3 separate regions of the Mus musculus genome follow, and all the other regions are linked to region 1. A link is a contact called in public Hi-C and HiChIP or PLAC-seq data. All regions are on one chromosome and are shown on one strand. Each heading gives the region's core, a stretch centred on a gene start, on an enhancer-like site or on the middle of the called end of the contact. The rest is flanking DNA. Distances are from core to core; before and after follow the strand shown.

The links. A called contact is a pair of places that touch in the nucleus more often than the background predicts. HiChIP or PLAC-seq counts read pairs in DNA pulled down with a chosen protein or histone mark.
Region 2: a contact with region 1 is called in a Hi-C map of Th2 cells, with 1.6 times the contacts expected there. The contact joins two enhancer-like sites. A contact is called at or near these places in 2 of 15 datasets of contacts at CTCF or cohesin (CD8 T cells and large pre-B cells), 10 of 484 Hi-C or Micro-C datasets (Th2 cells, bone marrow-derived macrophages, cardiomyocytes and 4 more) and 1 of 115 datasets of contacts at active chromatin or transcription factors (bone marrow-derived dendritic cells).
Region 3: a BATF HiChIP or PLAC-seq map of CD8 T cells shows a contact between it and region 1, with 10 read pairs. The contact joins two enhancer-like sites. A contact is called at or near these places in 17 of 484 Hi-C or Micro-C datasets (Th1 cells, astrocytes, bone marrow-derived macrophages and 8 more) and 3 of 115 datasets of contacts at active chromatin or transcription factors (CD8 T cells and microglia).

The regions. Positions count from the first base shown.
Region 1 is chr8:115,395,544-115,399,821 of GRCm38.p6, reverse strand. No RefSeq gene overlaps it. Among named protein-coding and RNA genes, the nearest start is that of Gm39256, 250 kb to the left of the region's middle. Within about 2 kb of position 1,616, at least 79 of the 459 cell types and tissues checked have an H3K27ac peak or open chromatin away from gene starts, as enhancers often do. A contact at or near this core is called in CD8 T cells, Th1 cells, Th2 cells and 1 more, where this site is marked.
Region 2 is chr8:115,097,229-115,101,605 of GRCm38.p6, reverse strand. All of the region lies in intron 8 of Wwox (WW domain-containing oxidoreductase), which reads right to left. Among named protein-coding and RNA genes, the nearest start is that of Gm39257, 140 kb to the right of the region's middle. Within about 2 kb of position 1,260, at least 4 of the 459 cell types and tissues checked have an H3K27ac peak or open chromatin away from gene starts, as enhancers often do. A contact at or near this core is called in Th2 cells, where this site is marked.
Region 3 is chr8:115,724,401-115,728,713 of GRCm38.p6, reverse strand. It overlaps Gm30712 (predicted gene, 30712), which reads right to left. Exons shown (of 5, transcript NR_168617.1): 4 at 1-99. Among named protein-coding and RNA genes, the nearest start is that of Gm51552, 7.1 kb to the right of the region's middle. Within about 2 kb of position 2,268, at least 11 of the 459 cell types and tissues checked have an H3K27ac peak or open chromatin away from gene starts, as enhancers often do. A contact at or near this core is called in CD8 T cells, Th1 cells and regulatory T cells, where this site is marked.

The DNA.
Region 1 (4,278 bases), core at 367-2,866:
TTATGAAAGAAAACGGTCCCTCATAAGAAGGAAGACTGCTGGATATCTGTCTCAAGCAAGATCCCCAGAGATGCCCCTATCAGCTTCAGGTGTTTGATTGAAAATGACTTACTGACCTTAACCAGCCAGATGTATATTTATTGATGGTTCCTTACCAATATTAATGATGCATTTTGATCAATATCAGCAGAGCGGTGTGTAAGTGATAAAACCCACAATTGGACATCATTTTAATGCTATAGTTATTCAGGCTGTGACCACTGCTGACATCTACCTAGTTAGTGAGAGCAAAAAACCTGGGAGGCGAAGACAAGTTAATTTTCATATTTTACAGCTCAGGGGATGGTTGGCTGACATGTACAGAGTGACTGGACACTTCTGTTGCATCAGAGCAGCTTGCTTACAAACTCTGAGATTTAAAGGTATTTATGTGCCTGCGGGATGGTATCGTAGAAATGTCATGGGACAGTTGCTGTTGAGACTATTGGTCTTCTGACGTCTCTACTCCCATATTTCTAAGTGGAAAAGCAAGCACCTGGGGCTCTGATAGGATTTTCCCTTCACTGCCTAGCTCCCATCCCAGTATGTGTGTGTGTGTGTGTGTGTGTGTGTGTGTGTGTGTGTGTGTGTATGCATGTGTGTAGGGAGCTGATAGGGGTGGGACTGATCTGGAACCTTCCAAGTCATACTCTTTGGGGTCACTAATGAATAGCAGAAGGTCGCCTTCCAAGCCACCGAGAACTCTTTTCCTGTTTCTCTTTTCTCCATCACGAATACATTGGTTCTTGAGAGCTGGTTGAGCTATGGAGCTCCTGCACGTAAATTTAGAATTATGCCCAGAGGAAGCCAACGCCCACCTGATGCAATGGAAGGCCTGTAGTAAAACCCTTCCCTCCGGGGCTGGTCTACAAAAGACTGGCAGGAGTGATGCTAAATTCCCAGCCCCCTTCCTTTTAGAAAAGGAAACTAAGACCCCAACATAGGTACTGGTTGCCCCCCCCAAGGCTGTAGGAATCAGAATACGTATGTATCTCTCTTCTGTTCTTGTTCTATCCTGTACTTTCTTCTCTGTCCTGAGCAGATATCCTGGCTAGAAGGCCTCCCCTGATCCTCCTTGCTTTCAAGAACTATGTTACACACCCTTTCTTTCTAACGCCAATCAACACAAGAAAAAGTTCCTGGGAGCCCTCAAGGGCACACAGTGTGACCTGGCTCAGGAAGAGTCCTTCTTTCCAAGGGCTTCCTCAAGCCTTTCTATCCTGACTGCTCAGTCATCCCCTGGTCTCCATATTTCTGTGGTTTTGAGTCTCCATTGAGTTTACAATACTGGAGAGACATGGTGGGTTGTAGGCATCCACGAGCCCCTTGGAGCAGTGCATTTGCTCTCCACTTGAGAAAATTGGTGAGGTTGGGCGTATCTCTCAAGTTTCGTTTCTGGATTTAAGATGGTACTAGAACCCAGCAAGCCCTTGGCACAGGCATCAGCTCGGGCAGAATTTCTTCAGAGGTTGCCTTACAAAATAGAAACTAGGTCCCTGGAGGTCTGAGGTGGTCACATCCCTCCACTTCCCTTCTTATGTGGCTGCCCCACACCCTACAGGGGCAATTTGCATGAGAGGAAGTCTGAGAGGCAGGGACAGCCCCCAGCCTTCAAGTCACAGGCCACAGAGAAGGAAGATGAGGCAAATCTAGAGTGAGTCTCATTCCATTCTAGCCCCCGAAGTTCACTGGGGTTTCAAAATGGCCATATTCTCTCCCCCACCCCCCACCCCATGACCTTATTTCTACATGGGGGAACCTCGGGTTGTCATTTCATCACAACTTGCTCTTAGATTGAGGAGGGGGAGAACAAAAGACAAGGAGACTGGTAGACAAAGTAGGATTTTGGCTCACTTGGGGTGGTAGCTGGGTTTTCAGCCCCACCCCCTCACCTCCCGTTTCATTGCCACTTATGATGAAAGAGAAACAGGTAGGAAGAGAGGCTCTCCATGAGAACTGCCAGGGGTCCCTCACAAGGGCTCCGTGCCATAAGAACCTACCTGTAGGACAGAACAAAATCAAGTTCGAATGATTGAGTATAGGGGACAAGATAAGGAAGAGGCACGACTCCTTCAGGTGCCAAGAATCACTGGGCCACTGCTGTTAGAAGCCATTCATTCTATCACCAGACTAAGCCCAGTCCTGCTCCTGTCTCCTATCCCATTGTGAGTTCTGATTCTACACTGTAAGGCAAGTATTATAGGTTTGGTCCAATGTTGTTTGGATTATGTTAATCTGGGTCCCCAAAATGTATACAAGAGTCAGCATATCCACTCGTAAGACACTGAGGAAACCCTGCCCCCAGTTGATTTTGATTGGTAAATAAAGTTGTCAGTGGGCAATGGTTGGGCAGAAAGACAGAGGTGGGACTTTTAGGATTCCCAGACAAGGGACAGAGGAAGGAGGAAGGGAGGGAGAGATCCACCAAGCTGGGAGAAGGAGAACCAAGACACCATGCCTAAGAAGTGCAGGACAGAGAGTATAGCTGACATGTAGGAGCCAAGGGATCATGGCCCAAGAAGGCTACTAGTCTGGGTCTAGGGCAGCAAAGATGAAATATAGATTTTTAGTAAGTAATAACTCAGGGATATCAAAGGGGGTAGAATAGCCACAAGGAGGTTAGAAAGTGACCCGATCATTGAGCTATTTAGGCTTACCAAAATATAAAGGCTGTGTGTGTGTGTGTGTGTGTGTGTGTGTGCACAGATTCCATTCCAGAACCCAGAACACTGGGGTGAGTAGCACCACCGTTGGAATTAATTTGAGTAGCATTAATTTGGTACTGATACAGGCAAGCACCTGGACAACTAGGGCAGTGATCAGTTACTGTGGGCACTTGAGACTAAGAATCCAAAATTGTGACAGGCTCCACAATGAGAGGAAAGTAAAGAGACTTTCCATAAAGATTTGGGCAAGAGAACGACAGAAAGGTAGGAAAATAATGTATCAACCAAATGCTTCAAGGGCTTTTTTATTTCCTTTAAGTATCACAGTCCTGAGAAGTCTTAGGTAGCTCTTATTTACTAGGAAGAAAAAGAGGTAAAAGAGTGAAACCCAACCAAGCATGCAAAAGAAGAACTCCATCCTAGAGTCTAATGATGTCTTGAGTTTGGAGGTGGGGTTGGGAGAAAGAGAGACTACCTTAGGGGCAAACAACACATTGGGAATTCATTTCTCCTACTGGTTCTCCTTTGAAAGCCATGGAAATTCATGCCTACCCTCACAGGGCTCCCTAATGCCAATGCTCCTATGTAGCTTGCTTTCCTTCACCCAAAAGGACAGGTCATGTAATCATGCCAGGCATCTTGGTTCACCCATCAGATTGTTTCCCCCTTCGGGAACTGAATCGTCTCTGCTTATCACACTTTGATCCTGTGATACCTGTGCACACAAGGTGCTGGCTACCTCCTGACCTGTGCTGCTTCCGGCTCTGGCAGAACCTTCTTTATATATCATCTAGGTGTATTTGCTGTCAGAATGATCTTGTGGGGTAGGCACCCTTGCTGTTCTTCCCAGTCCACAAATCTTACATTTGAGGCTGAGGGGGACATGAAAACCGCAGACTTAGGCAGTAGACAGTGGAAAAAGATTCTAGATCAAAGCACAGCTCCTTCTAAGATTAGGCTCCAATTCCAAGCACAGAAGGGCCACGTTTCCCTCGTGAGGTGAAGAAAGAACCCGCAATTTACAGAGTGAAGATGCTTAACTTCTGCCACTGCCTGAATAGCACATGCCCACACTCCATGGTCCTCAAGAGAGCGGGCAATGCCAGATGAGTCCACTAGTGGCCACTATGTTTCCTTTGGGATTTAACATCTGGATCAAAATAGTCAGGATGTCAGGTGAGAGTTAAGAGACCCAAGTCTCCTCAAAGAGAGACCACTGTGGCTTGGTGCCAGCAGAACTGCATGACTGGTGATGAAGGCACCATTTAGAAATTCTCATAAGCTGGAAAGCCACCCTGCCCACGCTCCAGATTCTCAAAAAAAAGTAGTACCTGATCTTTCTATAACTGTCACTCTGCAGACCACTGTGCTTTTGGACTCATTGTCCCAACTTCAGATAGCTACGCTCCCATAGGAGTCTTCCTACTGGCATCTCAGCAGGACACAGATGAAGGAGGGATGGGTCATGTAACCCCATTTGATAGGAGGAAAAGTAGAGTTTCACAAAGTTTAAGGAGATTCCTGTCACCTCCACATCATAGCACAGAGACAACAGTGTCACTCATCTTCCCCC
Region 2 (4,377 bases), core at 11-2,510, 300 kb after region 1:
GATGCATGCATGCATCAGAAATCATCCGTGAAGCTCACTGCCTTCCCCTGCTGTGGTTTGTATCTTACCTTTCCCAATTCTATGGACCACTAATTAATTCTCTACTTCCCAGACCAAAAATCATCACAGCCTACTTCTCTGTCATCAGCACCTAAACCTAAATTGTCCATCTCTCCTCTCCAAACCCACTGCATCAACTAAATTTAGACCTGTAGTATCCCTTCACTGAAATGGCACCAGGGAGTTCAAGTTTGTCTCTGGACCACTTTCCCTTATTCCTTGAAATATGCCCTGAGTACACCTGCATTAAATCTTGTTACTGTCTCATTCAATCTGCTGTAGTCTCACCACCAAAGAATGCGTAGGAACTCTCGGTGATGACATTCAAGTGGCCGTGGAAGAGCTTCCATTTGTAAGGTCTGAGTGGTGGCTAGTGGGGTGAGAATGCACAGAAACAGGGTCCTCTCCTCCCCCATCACATCTTCCATGGGCTTGAATAGTCTGACCAGTTAGTTTCCAAAGTGCAGGTTGGACTGCCTTCCCTAACTTGTCCTTGACTGCCCTTCTCCAGTCACTTTGGTCTTTTGAGCCATCATGCCATCATGTTATCTTTTAAAAAGCTATTTCTTAAGACTGATGTGTGTGTGTGTGTGTGTGTGTGTGTGTGTGTGCGCGCGCGTGTGTGTGTGTGTGTGTGTGTGTGTGTGTGTGTGTGTGTGTGTGTGTACAGGTCTGTGCTTGTTTTAAAACAAGATATCAATCCCAGGCTTGCCTCCAACTCGCCATGAAGCAGACAGTGACCTGAACTTCCTCTTGCCTCTACTTCTTGAGCCCTGACAATACAGATCTTTACCACCACGCCCTGTTCATGTGATGCTTGGGGTCAGTAGGGCATCCTGCATGCTAGGAAAACACTCTCTCAACTGAACTGTGTCCTCGGTCCCTAAACCTGCTTCCTATGTAAGTAACTGCTCCCATGGAAGAACTACCTTTGGCTCCTGAGCCTTGATTCTCCAACCCCATTTTCTATATTGTAGAAACTCTTAGCAGAGTCTGTCACGCAGAGGGACAATGAGCAGGGGTCAGCTCCCATTATGTTCTCTTGCTGGAGGACTTTAGGTAGCTAACATCTGTCCTCCAGACAAGAGGGAAGGACCAGGTGACCTCCAAATGCCTCTTTGCATCCTCACCTTGTATGCTTGAGCTCTGGGAGGGGCCTGGGGGCCAAACTGAGTCACTTCCTTTCTGGGAAGGTCCCTCTTGGAAACCAGTACTTCCTGGGCTGTGAATGACAGGTGGGGTGGGCTCTCTGTGATGTGGACAGCGTGTGTTTAATTGCCCTGGGTCTTCCTGCGGAGGGACTTCACCCTGCTGACCACAGCCCCGACTTCTTTTTCAGGGAAGTCAGCGATTCCAGCCTCCATGGTTGGCACCTAGTGAGAACCACACCAGGAGCATTTTGAGGGCGGCGTTTTCTTTGGCAGGTGTGCCTGCCAGCAAGGCCCACTTCAAGGATGTCGAGAGCAGGGAAACGGCATCTGGGATCTATCTGTGGTTGTTGTTGGTTTGCACATTTGGAGGGTGAGGTGCAGAAGAACTCCCTTACACAGCGTGATCTTACCCAGGCATAGTCCCAGTCTATATGAAAAAAAAAAAAAAATACCAGACTGGAAAAATTACCCACACGGGCACCTGGGCTGGGTCATCGAGTGGTCAGTTAAGAAACATCTGGGTGTGTACACCCAGACACCTTCGGACAAGTTTCCATGCTGTTACTTTCTATGCAGCTTAGAGGAAGGTCTCCCCTGACCCCCTGAATGTCTAAAAGGCTGTGGTCCAGACCTACGAGCAATGCCAGCTGGAAGTACCTTCAACCTTCATCTCAGAGCTTGCTCTTCTATAAATTCTTTTCTGTATGTTGTCCAACTGGTTAAACCCAAACCCCTGTCTCTCTGTATTCCAGCCAAGATCCACCAGTAAGGCCACGTCTGCAGATTCTACATCCGGGTCTATCTAGTTACCTCAACACCTCTGTCTTCATGACTGTAGGTCTCCCGAGCTTGAAGATCCTGAGAAGATGGCCTTTGGCGTCTCCCTTTTGCCCTTAAAACACAAGGCCAGTCAATCATGCGCAGCTACTGAACTGGAGGCTTTCAGATCAGCATAGCATTCTGTGTCTAGCTCCGTGTCTATTTCTGGCTCAAAGTTCTAGGTACGGTTTCATCTCTGATCCATGAACAGAGAGTATTCAATAAAGATGTGTAGGGTGGTTACCTCAGTGGTAGCACAGAATTTTCCAGAGTTCCTCGGTGAGTGTTTCTCCTTCACTCTTCTCTCTCATTGTTTTCCCCATACTGTTGTTTGTCCCAATGGTTTAATATCCTAAGTTGTTTTCTGCCGTGTGATAAAATTCTGACCCAAACCATCGCAATGGGGAAAGAGTTTATTTGGCTACATGCCCTGATCACAGCTTATCATTGAGGGGACTCAATGTAGGAATTCAAGGAGGTGCAGAGTCAGAAGCCACAAAGGAAGGCTGCTTCTTGGTACCAACCAGATGCTCTTCAGGCCGTTTGCTTACGGTTCTGCTAGAGTTGTACACAGAAGTCTCACCTCTTTGGATCTCACCTCCCAGGGTAGAGGAGACAGGCAGAGGAAGATGAGGGAGAAGAGGCTCCATCTCCAGTGTTGGTCACTTGGGATCACCCACACTCCTGGTGGCAGGCCCTCACCCAGGATCTGTTGTAAACAAGCCCACTAAACCTATTGATTCCCTCGAGGTGAAAGCTGGTTTATCTTTGGGACTTAGGGGGGTCAGGGGGAAGGATGCTTCCCAAATGACAGTCCTTCTTGGCTTTTATCATTTAAAGTTGGGGTTCCATCAACTTCAGCCAGACCCCTGGTTGTCTCCTGCTATTTTTCTCCCATAGAAATTTTTGTCTGTCTGTCTGTCTGTCTGTCTTTCTTTTTTCCTTTTCATGTATTTATTTTGGTTTTCATTCCCTTCTGCAGTAGCGGGGTCTGAGCCGAGGATCTCCCATCATAGGCAAGCAGCCAGTTACTGAGTCTTAGCCTTTGTTTTCCTCTTTATGTTTAGTTGGGGGTCTTGGGCAGCAGCCAGAGCTGGCCTTGAAATCACTCAGTAAGGCCAGGCTGCCCTTGAACTTGTGCACTTGGGCTCTGCATCCTCACACCTCCCAGCCTTCGGGGATTATAGGCCTGCACCACCAGGCCTGACTTTTGAACTCTCTTTCCTCTGGGGTGGCTCTTCCAGAAACCCCCACCAGCAGTCCGTGCTGGCCCTTTCCGCACCCTCTAACCTCCTCCCACCCCCTGGAAATGGAAATGGCATCTGGCACCCTTATCCTGCCCTCCTCCGCTAGGCTCAATAAATATTTTTGGAAGATAGTGACTCAGGAATGGCGGCCTCGGAAACTGGATCGTGCTCTGATATGGTGCCAGAGTTCCCCCCCAAACCCCACCCCCAGATGGCTCCTTAGCATTGGAAATAGATTTTTTTAAGCAGTGTTATATAGCAGTTCCTCTTCGAAATCCTCCTTTCCTTTTCTTTAGTAATGTCCATATAAATCAACGTTATAAAAATAAGGCAAGCAGAAGGAAAAATATGCAGTACCTAGAAACTGAAAATTCAAGTGTTTGCTTTTTATGGGACACTTGAGGCTCTTAAAAAAGAGAAGTGCTGGAAAACTTAAATACAAAAAAATCACTGTATGATAGCATAAAAGCCCAACAGAACTGAATAGTTTATGAAAATAATTTGAATATTTACACTTCAATTTATGGTCTGAAAATCATCCTTGGACCTTGTTCTTATTTTTAAATGGATTTTTCGAGAGAGTGTTAAATACGTTTTGATTATTTTGACACGGTGCCTACTCCGATATTCTGTGCAATGATTTGAAAGCCAAAAGGAAATTCCTTAAAAATCTAATGTCACTCTATGAGAATGTACGGTTCATATATACAACCAGGCGTGCATTTATAAGCATATGGGGTTTATAACAAGCATCTTGACTTAAAGGAGGACTTTGCACTGTTGTTATTATTGTTAGGGAAAATAATAGTAAATTTAACTCAAGCGAAGCAGTGGGCTGAAATACACCGTAATTCTCTTGACAGGAAAACTCGGGTTCAAATTCATATCTTTTCATTTTCTAAGTCTGAGTTTTGCATGATGGCTTAAAGTGTGTTTTATCCCCGACATTATGGCAACACAGAAGCGTTGCCCATAAAACTGGCGATGAAACGGACCCGGGTTTACCAAGCGCTTCTATTTTGCCTGTTCCGTCATTTATTTCTCCCAGGAAGTCAAAACCTCTTCCTCTCAGGCTTTCTTTCAAGCCACCCATCTAGGAA
Region 3 (4,313 bases), core at 1,019-3,518, 330 kb before region 1:
CACAGACAGTCCTCAGTGTATAGAGAGAAGTGCTCTGTTTCCTTTACTTAGAAACTTATCTAGCCTCTCCATCCACATAAGTGTGACTTCTGGTAAAATCTGAAATGAAGAGAACATTCTTTTGTGCTGATGAAAAATGAAAATAGAAAAAGAAATGAAGAAAGACCCAGAGACACGTAATTCATCATGAGGAGATGTCAAGTTTTCCTGTGTCATCTTTTGAGGGGAGGAGAGAGTTTAATCTGGTTTACATTATAGTGAGGGAGAGGGAACACGCTTTGGTTCTCATAGGAGACTTCAGGGCTGGAGCAGGAATTCATCAATCCTCCTCCATGGATCTTGAGACAAAGAAGGTTCCCTAAGACCCAGAAACTATCCATAGTACATACCCCATATCCTCTGCAGGGTCTTGTTTCCCCAATCATTGACTTCATTCATTCATCCAATTACTCATTCATGGATTTATCCATCCATCCATCCACCCATTTATCTGTCTGTCCATCCATCCATATATACTCATTAACCCATTCATTCATTCATTCATTCATCATTCATCGTTCATCATTCATTCACTTAGTACACTCTTTGCTATTGTACCCTTATTGGAAAAAGGAGTTAAGACACCGCTCATGCCCTCGAAGAACTCATGGATCTACGGAGAGACAGATGATGGTTATTAATTAATTCTGTAAAGGAACAATGAGAATTGACAGGGAGCACGGATTAGGAAGAAAAGGCTGAAGGGATTTAAAGGAGACTGGTGAATTAGAATGTTCTCGGCTTTGAGTAAGAGACGGTCCGTGGAGCTTGCACAAGGAAGTTTTTTACCTTATTCAGTGGTCGGCTGTAGATAAAGGTGAAAGAGTGACTTCAGATTTGATGCCCTAATTAGGTTCTATCTTCAGTCACCAGTTGCTTCTATTACCGCCCCCCTTGTTTGTGTGTGTGTGTGTGTGTGTGTGTGTGTGTGTGTAGACAAAGTTTTGTATTTGGTTCAGTCCTTCCACCACATGGAGCCAGAAAACTGAAGTCAGGTTGTTTGGTTTGGCAAGGAGCACCTTTACCCACTGAACCATCTCACCAGCCCTGTCACTCTCTCCTTCCATCACCATTGACTTATCTTCCTTCTCTTGCTTTATAGTGAAAGGTTGCAAGGTAGCTGCATGACAGCAATGCATGAAGCAAACTGCACTTACCAGGCTGCAGGGCCTGGAACTGTACCTAAGACAGACACAGGAGGAGAGTTCAGGGAAGTACATGGCAGGAAAGGGAAGGACTTCCTTCATCTTCCAACATCATTAGGTCTGCACAAGCCCGATGCGATGGCACTCACCTTCAATACAGGCGTTGGGAGGCAGAAACAGGTTATCTCTGTGGCTTAGAGGCCAGCCTAATCTACGAGTGTTCCAGGGGGAGCCTACATAGTGAGACCCTGTCACAAAAACAACACAAAGTCCACAGAAGAACTGACCTGGAGTTAACCTGGTTTTTACAGTGTTGAGGTTAGGCCTCATATCCCACCATGCAAAAAAATTAAAAATAAAAAACTTTAAAAGTGGTTTTGGGCAGATCTGGGCTCCCAACCAGATATAGTCACTGGCCTTGGCTTCCCAGCAGGCACACCAGTGAGGAGGCAAGTTTTGTTTATGAAACCTGTACTACCGCCCTCACACAGCACAGTCATTTTGAATCCTCAGTGTGGGTGGATGCTCACCACAAGTTGGTGTGAGCCCCAGGTTTTTCACCCAGGTAGTACTCCCTTGCACACCCACCCCTTAGAGATCAGCATGTATACACCTTCCGCAGGATCTTTGTGTCCTCTACCTGAGGAAGTAGCTCATTATGGTTCTCAATCGTGGGGGTTTGTTTTTTGTTTGTTTGTTTGTTTGTTTTTTAGTGTGACTTTTGCCTTCCAGCTCAGGAAAATGTACAGTGAATGTCATCAGAGAAGAACTCAGAACTATGGTGACCTTCATCATCCCAGGTTGCCACCCAACTTCCTGGCTGCTGGCTAGAGATCGCAGAAGGAGCTGGCTGTCAAGACATCTCATGTGAAAACTGAACAAATTTAATACTGAGGTTACTGAGAGAAAGTAAAGTGTGACACCCTATAGAATCTGTGGTGTCGACTCACATCTTCACTGAGTAAGCTTTCCCTTTAAGCTTCAACTTCAACCCAATTAGGGCTCGGCTAATTAGTTTTGTGCACTGCACAACACTTGGGGGGAAAGGTCATTCTGGTATATAATTTTCTCTCCCTTTCAAAGCCACAAACCTGCCTCACAGGGACAAGGTTTTAACTTCCGCTTCTCAGCAGCAAAACAAGCTGAGTCACATGTTTCTATGAATTCCACCCCCCTAAAACTTCAGATTAATAATAACAGCAGTAGCGTGCATTTGTCCATGGAGCACAGGTGTTGGGGTCTGCACTGGATCTCACCTGTCATAGAACCTCCACAAGATATAAGCAGCCCATATCATACCAAAGCAAGCTATGTTTCACAGTGGCTAAGAATGGGCAGGGAGCATTCATATGATGGGAGAGAATACAGAGATAATAGAAGAAAGAATAAGAGGCCATGCAGGTGGTTGGGAGAGAATATAGACCCATCATTAGGAGACCTTGAACCTTGACTTTAACCATGCCTTGGACAACAATTTTTCCTTTCTAGAAGTTTCAAGGCATTTAGATGGGAGTCATGCTCTATAATAACAAACTACAGGTGACTATGTGACTGCACTTAAAAGGGCAGCTTCTACCATACACATGTTATTCCTGCAAGAATATTGGAGTTTCTCAAGATGGAAGTAGGGAGCGATTCAGCATTGCTTGTTTTGAAGGACACCCTATGCCAGAAATTATAGGAAGCATTGTCACGCTTTCTCATGAAAACAGTTTTTTTTTGGGGGGGGGAGGGGAAGTAAATGAACAGGCTGATGGTAGTCTTCTAGTTGACAATGTTTTGTGCCCATTCAAGAAAAAGTTGGCAATTGTATGATGAGTAGGAAAAGCCTAGAGAGCTGGAAGGGTTCTTTCTGAAAGTCCCTGGGTATCGATTTTGTTCTCTTTGGTTTGGGATGGTTTTCTTTGTTTGTTTGCTTTTTGATTTTGAGTCTCTGACTAACCTCAAAGTCGCTGTATAGCCAAAGTTATCCTTGAACCCATTCCCAATCCTCCTACCCTTGCCTTCCATGGGCTAGGATTATAGGCACGCATCATCATTCCTGGCTTGCCTGAGCACTGGATCCATCACATAGATTGGTGGATAAATCTACAATATTGAAAGATCAGTTAAATCAAGATAGAAACACTGCTTTTCCCAAGCTGTGTGGAGCCTGAGGGCTGAATGTGAACTGGGAACTATTTGACTCTATAATTTATGTAGGGATGCATGCCCTTAGCCAAGGCTTCCCATGGTTCATCTAGTAAATCATGAAACATGGTACAGCACACAGACTCAGCTGTGTCAGGGCCTCATGTACTCATCCCAGTGTCTCCACCTCCTCTCTCTGTCTCAACAAAGTATCAGTTGAGCACAGGGCTTATCCCTGGCTTCATTCTTGCCTGTCCCTACATCCTCCTTACTCTTTCTATAACATCCTGTCCTGTAACATAATAATTTTGTATTAAACCTCTACAGGCAAAAGTTCAGCTACAAAGACACTTGCAGTTAGAAGGGGTCATTGGAAGGGTTCAGGTGACTGGCAGTTGGGATTTCATCCTTAGTAGCTGCAGGAGACCAGAAAGGTGAAAGGATAGGGTCTTCATCAAAAACTCATCTGACAACTGTCTCAGGGAGCGCGCTGTGCACCTGGGCTGGGTTCAGAACACATCTTTATACCTTTATGAGATTGCTCGACTCCACTCAAATTGGCTGGTTCTTATGGAAAGGTAAGAAGCTCAAGGAGATGAGCCAGTGACCTGGACTTCAGTCACTGAGATGTGGGAATCACAGTCAAGCCTTAGAGATGCTCAGAGGGATTCCCAAGAGACTAGACTCTGTAGTCTTTCATAGGTGAGATGGGTCATGACAGTGCATTCAATATGTGGACAATCTGAGTACGCTCAGGGAAACGATGCATATATGTGCTCATATGTACACATACACAAATACACACACACACACACACACACACACACACACACATATATATATGTATATAAATTCTTTATATTCTTTATATAAATTATATATATGGAATATATATATGTGTGTACATGTGTGTATGTGTGTAAGTAAATGTGTGTACATATATAGAGATACATACATAACTACATATCCTATTATAGTTTTACTTTTGGAAAAAAAAAA